Regions from separate parts of the Mus musculus genome. Here region 2 is linked to region 1. The links are chromatin contacts, called in public promoter capture Hi-C maps. All regions are on one chromosome and are shown on one strand. The core of a region is the stretch at or near the end of the contact, and the rest is flanking DNA. Distances in the headings are between cores, read along the strand shown. Region 1 has its middle 27 kb from the start of Gm33390. Region 2 holds the start of Arhgef28 (Rho guanine nucleotide exchange factor (GEF) 28).

What was found. Promoter capture Hi-C pulls out the DNA fragments that hold promoters and counts their contacts.
Region 2: a promoter capture Hi-C map of the SN4741 cell line shows a contact between it and region 1, with 3 times the contacts expected there. The contact joins the promoter of Arhgef28 here to the enhancer-like site in region 1. A contact is called at or near these places in 3 of 39 promoter capture datasets (the SN4741 cell line, cranial neural crest and embryonic stem cells), 1 of 115 datasets of contacts at active chromatin or transcription factors (pancreatic cancer cells) and 1 of 9 other capture datasets (adipose tissue).

The regions. Positions count from the first base shown.
Region 1 is chr13:97,270,359-97,274,748 of GRCm38.p6, forward strand. No RefSeq gene overlaps it. Among named protein-coding and RNA genes, the nearest start is that of Gm33390, 27 kb to the right of the region's middle. Within about 2 kb of position 1,438, at least 15 of the 459 cell types and tissues checked have an H3K27ac peak or open chromatin away from gene starts, as enhancers often do. A contact at or near this core is called in the SN4741 cell line, where this site is marked.
Region 2 is chr13:98,203,302-98,207,876 of GRCm38.p6, forward strand. It overlaps Arhgef28 (Rho guanine nucleotide exchange factor (GEF) 28), which reads right to left and starts at 2,864. Exons shown (of 36, transcript NM_012026.2): 1 at 2,772-2,864.

The DNA of each region.
Region 1 (4,390 bases), core at 188-2,687:
TCTTTCTGTGTGACCACTTTTCACATTGTTTCTCTTTCTTCTGAAGGAAGAGTAAACATGTATCATAAATATTAGGAATGTAACATGCACCCCAGCCAAGGCGTTCTTCCATGTGCTTACCAGATACACACAAGTAGAAACAGCCTCCCTTCTTCACTGAGAACAAATTGTCTTCCTTACTCCAAGCTGCCCAGCACACACTGGATTCACTTTAACTGGCTTCTTTGAGTTCTTAGTCCAGACCAGGGACTCCACCCATATTTGAGTGGTGTCACAAGTTATACTTAGTGGTTTGGTTGTGAACAGGACTTCTCACACAATCTTTTGGGAGCAGATTTTATAGAAGTAGAGTCTGTTGACAAATTGTTCAGCCCTCCAAACCGTGCTTCTTGATGTCACTGCATCAAGTAGGACACATGATTGTAGTTTACACCCTTGGTTCTACTGAATTTCTCATAGCAGGCAACATGGTAAGGCAGTCAGTAGATTGCTGTTGTAATAGGTTTCAGAGCAGGTATGTGACCAGACAGTATGCCAGCTGCATGTGGGAGAGAAGGTGACCCACTTTTCTCAGTGAGAAGATAGCATGCCCAGCACTTCCTCAGGATGGCTGAGACACTGCACACAGCCTTCTTGTCTTTAAAAGCAACATGAAGATTTTCACAAAAGCTCTCTTTGAACCCCAAAGGACAAGATGAACAAGTAAATGTACTAGTTATTCTTGAGTCTATTCTTAGCTGTGGACTCGGAGACTGCAGAAGAGATTGCAGACATTGTTTGCTGATGGTAGGGAAGTTGAGCGGTGAGAGCATTCCCTTCCAGATCCCAGCCTTGCTAGCTCAGTGTCTAGGACTTCCTCTTAAATCGAGGAGACACTGAGCCATGAGAACCAGGCAAATGACAATGCTGCTGTAGTGGGGACACCTGCCCGTGGTCATTGTCCTGTTTAATTCCACCCACCTATGCTGTTGCGAGCAAAGTGTGCTCGATCCCATAGCCATTCTATAATGTCTCTGTACTTGTGGCTTTATCCCTCCCCACACTCCTGGGTGGAACTACAAGTGAGAACTCTGATTATCGTCCCTGTAGCGCAGACATTAAGGAAGGCTCTGTAATACTCAGACTATCTGGATGCAGCTGAGCAGCACTAAGGAGCTGAGCTTAAATTCAGACATTCAGCTGTGTTGAACGTCCAGCGGCTAAAGCGATTGGTGACGTGTAGCACACTCAAGTGTCATACACACGGGCTGAATGGAGACACAAAGTCGGGTGAGAAAAGCTCACCTCAGCTTTCCTGGGTATAAAAAGGCACTTTGATGCATGAAGGGAAACGGAAGATCCTTCAAAGGCGTTGGGAGCACTTGATTAGAGCAGCCTGGTCGGATTGTTGATGTATTACTCACTGGATGCTGTGGTTGGAGTATAAAAGATCCTTTATAGGCTCATAGAGTCGAACACTTGATCCCTAGCTTGTAGGGCTGATTGGGGAGGGTCGTGGACCATTCAGGAGGTAGAGTCTTACTGGAGAAAGTGAGTCACTGAGGGACTGGCCTTGAGACGAGAAAGCTGTGAGAATTAGCTTTACAAGGTAACTCCATACAACCCAGGATCACTGGGTAAGAGAGTTTGAACTGAGACATATGTCATGTGTGGACATAGCCACACATGAGAGTGGCTAGTCCTCATGTCTGTGGGGGATTGACTTGATTGTCAATTGATGGAGGAAGACTCAGCCCATTGTGGTTGGAACCATGCCCTAGACCAGGCCCTGAGGTGCTGTGGTGGTTTAGATGAGCTTGTCCCTCCACAAGTATTTGAAGACTTGGCATCATTTGGTGGCATTGCTGGGGAGGTCATGAGCTGGTTTGATCCTGCTGGAGGAAGTACGTCACTGGGGAGAGGTATGGAGAGTTTTTAGCCTTGTGCTATTTCCAGTTCCCTCTTTCATATCTCTATGTTTGTGGTGGAAGATGCTCTCACTCAGCTTCCTGCCTCTGCCACCATATCCACCCTTTGCTGTCACGTCTCACCTGCCAGGATAGACTCTTATCCCTTTGGAACCACAAGCCAAATGAAACTCTTTCTTCCACAAATCTGCTTCTGCTCACAGTGTTTTATCACAGCAGAAGGAAAGTAACGGATGCGAGTGTCTAAGAGTGAAGAGAGCAAGCTTAGGGTACAACAAGCTCGTGTGCAGCACGGGTGCATTCCTCTCTCTCTGCTCTGCACCAGCTGCTTGCGTTTCTGCCTTGACTTCCCTGAAACAGTGGACTACACAGGACACTGTGAGCTGAGTGAGCCTTCTCCACCTTGGGTTACCTGTGCTATTCTCTTAAATAAGAGAAATGAACCCAGAATGATTGCCCTTTCTTTCTTTTCTTTTTTACTGTTAACTTTTCATTTATTTTATTTTATTTTGTTTTGTTTCAGAAGGCTGGATAAGGTGCCTACACTCTAGAACTTCTATTTAACATGAGAAGGGCACTTACTTATACATAAAATGGGAGGAAAGGTCATGATTGTCGAGAAGGGAACTTGAATCCCTAAATAAATTATCTTACAAAAATATCACACTTGCTTTTCCACTTTTTCTTTAATATTGGTAAAAACAAACAAAAATTCACATTAAAAATTGTCTGTATGCTGGTATAATAAAACCCGTTTGTTTTTTTTTTTGGTCGTTGTTGTTGTTGTTTACATATTAAGTAAGTCAAATAAATATTTTACAGAAATTTAAGTTTTTTAAAAAAAATAGGTCAAGTATTTATCCTTTATTTCTTTGGTCCACTAAAAGACCAGTTCTTAACCTGACATTACACTGACTGTAACACTGTGCAGAGCCCATGTGCATGGCTGAAGCAGGATGCACATGGGGCAGGCCGTGCACACATGACCCATTAACACTGCTGTGTTCTTCCAAAAGTGGCTTCACCTTGAGGAATGCAGACCTCTTCCCTCTCTTGTGTCACACTATGATGGCCCTTTCTATTAACTGTCTTCTCACTGCTTCCTGATTGCAAAAGTTATGTGTCCCGTGCTGTTGGTACTATGCCTTCTCCTCCATGCTACTTTCTTTTTTTTTTTTTAGGTGTATTTATTTATTTTATGTATATGAGTACACTGTAGCTGTACAGATGGTTGTGAGCCTTGATGAGGTTGCTGGGAATTGAACTCAGGACCTCTGTTCGCCCTGCTTGCTCCAGCCCAAAGATTTATTTATTATTATATGTAACTACACTGTAGCTGTCTTCAGACATACCATAAGAGAGCATCAGATCTCATTACGGATGGATGTGAGCCACCATGTGGTTGCTGAGATTTGAACTCAGGACCTTCGGAAGAGCAATCAGTGCTTTTACCCTCCGAGCCATCTCACCAGCCCCCATGCTACTTTCTTAAACTGGAAGCCAGAACAAGCCCTTCCTCCCTCCAGTCAGTTCTTGTCAGGTATGGCCTTACTTTTGGATGCTCTTCTACGGTTTCTTGGCTCAACCAGTAAGCTCTCTCACATAGACCTTGAACATACACATATGCAGAAACATACACTCTCATCCAGACGTCTATACACTCACATACTCTCCAGTAACACACTGGCTTTGTGGATCCTGTCCAGTTCAAGAAAAATTATTATCTATGATATTATGAATAAAACTCTACATTATCTAAAATTTTCAAAGGCCGAAAATGGCTTTCACCAATCCAGCTTATTATTATCTTCTCTGGCATTTAATAGCTTTCCAAGAGAGTTAGAGGTCCATGCGGGCCTTCTGCTGCGATGCCCAGGTTTTGCAGACACGTTATTCTCTGGGCACTTGCACTGGCTTCTGCTGCCTGTCTCTCACTCAGCAATTACTTCCCTCGAGATGCACTGCACACGGGTGGATAATTTGGGGAGAAAACTGCTGTTGCGCTCTGAAGCGGTACAGGACCACTTATTTTATGCAAGTTCTTGCAAAAACAGTTACATAAGGTATTATTTTGAGTCTTGGCTGATGTCAGCATCTACCAGAAACATGTTCTTACACTATAGGAGAGGCTCTTAGGGTAAAGGGACCCTTAAAGTAGTTAGCTCAGAGGTTCTCACTCTTTGGGGGTCACACACAGATATTCTGCATATCAGGTATTTACACTGTGATTCATAACAGTAGCAAAAATACAGTTATGAAGTGGCAACAGAAACAATTTTGTGGTTGGGGGGAGGCATCACAAGATGAAGAATGTATTAAAGGGTCGCAGCACTAGGAAGGTTGAGAACCACTGGTTTATCTGGTCTGTGGTTCTTGATGCCCCATAAAAGCTGGTTCTCTTGTTATTGTTGCAAAGCCTTTGTAATTTCTCTTTTTATTACTCTATAAATTAAAATAGTTATATAAATTATTTACAAGTATAA
Region 2 (4,575 bases), core at 1,614-4,113, 930 kb after region 1:
TCTAAGATCAAATTTCTGGGGAAAATGGGAGCACATTAAGATGTATGGCCTCACACAGGCTCATTTCCCCAGCCAGATGCCTTGATTGTGGTGCAGGCAAAAATCCATTCTGAAAGCAGGACCAATCCTAAAAACACAAAAGTGACAGAAGTGTCTCTCTGTGCCTGAAGTCACCCACCCAGGGGATTAAGGCAAAGAGCAGCATGGAGCACACAGCAATTCCTCTGATTTGTTGAAGGAATGAAAACTGAAGAAACTTTTCACAGAATGAGAAGCATGCAGGAGAAATTTTCAAAATGTCCGATTAAGTTTAGACAATATAGTTTCAATACCATTATAACGACAGTTGTCACCAGGGCTGGATGAAATTACAGAGTATAATCTGCTCCAGGCAAAAACCTCTCCTGGTAAGCAAGAAAAATATCTCTAAGCTCAGCTTTACCAAAGCAGGAGATTCAAACCCAAGCCTTTGGGGTGGTGTCATGTTTCCAATACAGTTGTAACATGACAAAATTCCCTGAGTTTCTGGGCTTCAAATCTACTACTGTTTTTAATTTAGTCCAGCATGACCCCACTCTTGATACTAAATCTGACCTGAAGTCACAGGGACAAGCCCGGAGCTTCTTTTTCCCACTGAAAGTAACACAAGTGCAACTTCAGTGAAACCAAACCTACACAGACCAGAGCTGTCTCAATAATACCCCAAACCCAGGGCATTCAGGCAGAATAAAATGACAGCCCCCTGGGACTGTGGGAGACATGCAGGCTCTATTTGGCTCTCTCCTAACCATTTACCAGCAAAGAAGAGGGTTCCAACATTTACACTGTTCATCTTTTTTCTTTAAGAATCAAGACTTGATCACAAACTCTGGCAGAACTTGGTTAAGAGCCTAAGTACCGATTTTATATCAAATACTTCATCTTCAATAGTATAGTTGGCCACTAATACCCACTTGTTATTTTTTTTTTCCTCTTCTCACATGGCATACAAGGGAAAGAGAGTCACATGTATCAAACACATATGAAATTCCTGCCCAGTGGAAATCTTAGCCACAAGAATGGTTCCTTATGAGAACACAATAAGAAAATATTTCAGAATTTTCCAAATTATATATATATATTGAAACCCTAACAGGGCTAATGAGATATCACAGAACCTTCGTCGCCGACTCTGATTTCCTTCTGTACCTTTAAGTGTTTCTTAACCGCTTAGAGGCAGACGGTACTTCAGAGGAAAGTCCCTCCAACACACCTGTTAGACAAACTGCTGGCCATTGGCCTGGCTGTGCCGCCCTGATAAGGGAAAAAACAGTCCAAAGCAGAGCAAACACTGATTCTCTGTTCTCCAGTCTCATGTCACATTAGCCGGGACACGCCCCAGAGTCCCTTACCCAAGAACTAGTTCTGTGCCTCAGTTTCCCAAACCACAAAGTATCAAGTATGATGCTATCCAAGTTCTATAATCAAAAATAATTATGCATAATCACTATAAAGTCTGCATCGGAATATCACTTTGAAATGCTACAACCTCTCCAAAAGGCATCTGCAATGTTCTCTTCCTTCAAACACTCCAAAGGAGTTAGCGCTACTATTCATCAAGATTAGACAAACACCTATTTGTTTTAACATTCACATAAAAACTCAAAATAGAGCTATGGAAAGCTTCCCAGGAAAGGTTATCAGAGCTTGAATTATCGTGTTCAAAGTGGTTTCCACAGAGCCTAACTAGGGCAAGCCTTTGATTTTGTTTGTGTTGTTGAGAATAGAATTTCATTTTACTGAGACAGCTTCAGGGTCTAGGAACACGAGAGGGCAAAGTACAGAAAAGCAGTGTGTCCGTTCTTTATAACTGTAATTCTTGACTGCTTGGTGCAGAATCGAGTGCTCAATCTCTACAACTTGGAGTGTGTAGAGGCTGGCACTTGAGCAGGGGTCAGGGAGTCAGATGCTAGCAAACACAGATGTTACCCTTCCCCTGGGCCCACCCAGCTGCAACCAATAGGCAGGCTCTGTGGGCTCCTAAAGTAGTCTCCCTTAGAAACCTAACTGGTGTCTGGGAAACCAGAGCTGGGTTTCCTGGGTGGTCTGAACACCCAGCGTTCACAGAGCTCACAGCAAGCGAGAACGCCTTCTCCACCTGTGACCCCTACCACCCACAACCGAGTATTCCAGAGAAACTCATGGCACAAGCGCACGGATTCCCACCCAATGCTAAAAGCCCCTCCCAAACAAGATGACCATAGATGCTTTTATAAACTCAGCAAACGTTTCCACAAGAAATAAATGTCCTGAACTTGAGACTGACCAGCAGTCTGGGGTACATCCCACACACACACCAAGCATATAGGTGAAGCTGGCCAGAAACACAGATGGGAAGAGGAGAACCAGGCTCTCGAGGTTCACCCTTCTCCAGCCGCCTGCCTCTGATTTCCATCGCTTGCAACTAGCTTTGGTTGAGCTCCGTCACCCTCTGCCCCCTCCCACCCCGCTTGCCCGAGAGGGTGAGGGGTGGCCGCTGCCTCCCGTTTGCGCTTCACAGCTGCTGCCTCCGACCCGGCAGCGCCATGCACTTGTTGCCATCCCCAGGTACCAGGAGGCGGCGCCCATTCCTCGGGCTGCCCAGCCGACAGAGTGCAGCCTTTCACCACCTCTGCAGACCCCTGCGTCCTCGGGGACCCTAGAGAAACTTTGTCCCCTGAGAACTCCGGTGGGCAAACTTCGCCCAGGGCTGCGGGGAGACAAGAGGGATGGCTCCCGTAATCCGCCTTTACCTGGAGCTGTGGCTCGGGAACGCCAGGAGCCCTGGCCAGGCGCTGTCCCCGAGGCCTGCCGAGGGCGACCCGCCGGCCAGCGTCGCCCGGAGCGGGGAAGCCGGTCCCCAGCTGCCCACGCCCCTCCGCTCCGCTGGCCGCACCGAGGGGCGGAGCCGCAGCTCCCCCCACCCCACCCCACCCCCGCTCGCCCGCCCGCCGCGCCCACAGCTGGGGCCACCCCCTGCGCCCCCTGGTCCCCGCCTGCCCACCTCTGGCCAGCCGGGCTCGTCGCCGCCTCATCACATGGCCGCGCCCGCCACCAGCTCCAGGAGGAAACCTGAAGCTGCTGCGGCTCCGCCGCCCCCTCCCTTCGCGGGGCGGCGGCCGGTCGCCTCGGCTTTCCTCCGGCGGCGGGCACGGAGCGGGACCTGCTGGGCCAGGGCAGGGTTGCACCCTAGCGGCGGCGGCGCCCGCTCGCCCCGGGGGCCTCCACGCCCTAGTGGCGCCGGAGGAAGGAGCTGGCCGGTCGGCTCCTAAAGGGAGCCGTGCCAGGCCAGAGGGAGGCTCGGGTTGTCCTCAGCTCAAAGCCACCACACCCGGGACATAATAGTGCCCGGGTCTGTTACAATAGGAAGTACTATTTTAAAACAGCCGACTCCCTCTAATTCATGAGGATGATGGAGGTTCCTCTGGCCCAAAGCTTTGCAGGCTCGATTCCCTATGCGTTTATGCAAACAGGTGCCTAAACGGCACCAACATTTGTTTGTTTGTTTTTGAGAAAGCCATAGCCACTTTTACAACACCTAACAATGTGAAAGGACCCCTTGGATCTTAAAGCACTGAGGCACTTAGCACTGAGTTGTCCCGAGTGAAAAGTCTCGCCATTGTACAGCTTACTATAAAATAAGCTTAAGATGATTATTCCAGCTTTAAAGATAAAATTAAGCGTCTACTTTTCTAAGTTCCTTTAATATTACCTTTATTTTTCTCAAGAAGACAGACCGACTACATGGACAGGAGAGATGTGTTGGCCCGTCCCAAACCATCACTGCCAGATGCCCTGGGCCACCCTCCTAACATACCTGTTTAACCAGAGCCTAAAGAATGGCAGGATGGCAAAAAAAAACCAAAAAAACAAAAAACAAATCAAACAAAAACAAAAAAACAAAACCCAGGGTCTGAGGTCTTTAGCCCTGTCTTAGGGCAAACGCTGCCCTTCCTTCTTTATAAAGGACCTGACATTGGCCTTGCAGTATTGACACTTGTATTCATATCCTCTGATGTCACACTGCAGAACCTTAGGTCCCAAAGAAGAGTGTTCTCCACTGAAGAACTACGAAGTCCCGAAGATAAAAAATAAAAGCAATAACACTTTTCTCGAACATCAATATTTTCAATGTGAAAAAGTCAACTGGAGATTGGCTGAATCAACACACCACACACAAGTAGTTTTCAAGCCTGTTAGCGGAAAAGTTTGTAAAAGAAGCCTTTGTTGATCCCTCTGTTGCTGTTGTTCTTTTGTTTCTTTTTCTTCTTCTTCTTCTTCTTCTTCTTCTTCTTCTTCTTCTTCTTCTTCTTTAGTTGATTCTGTCATATACAGCTTGAGAGAGGCAAGGAATTGTGGGAAGAGGAACAGGTATTGTAAGACATTAGCCCAAGGCTCTCTTCCACACGAAAAAGAAGCAAACGGAGGGAGACTGTCCCTAATGCTCTCAGCATGATTGTAGAGGACATGTAATCCCACCGGCTGCAGTTTTCTTGCTCTCTCTCAGGCACTGAGCGTGATCAATATTTAAATAAGTACTTGGCTTTCAACTTCTCT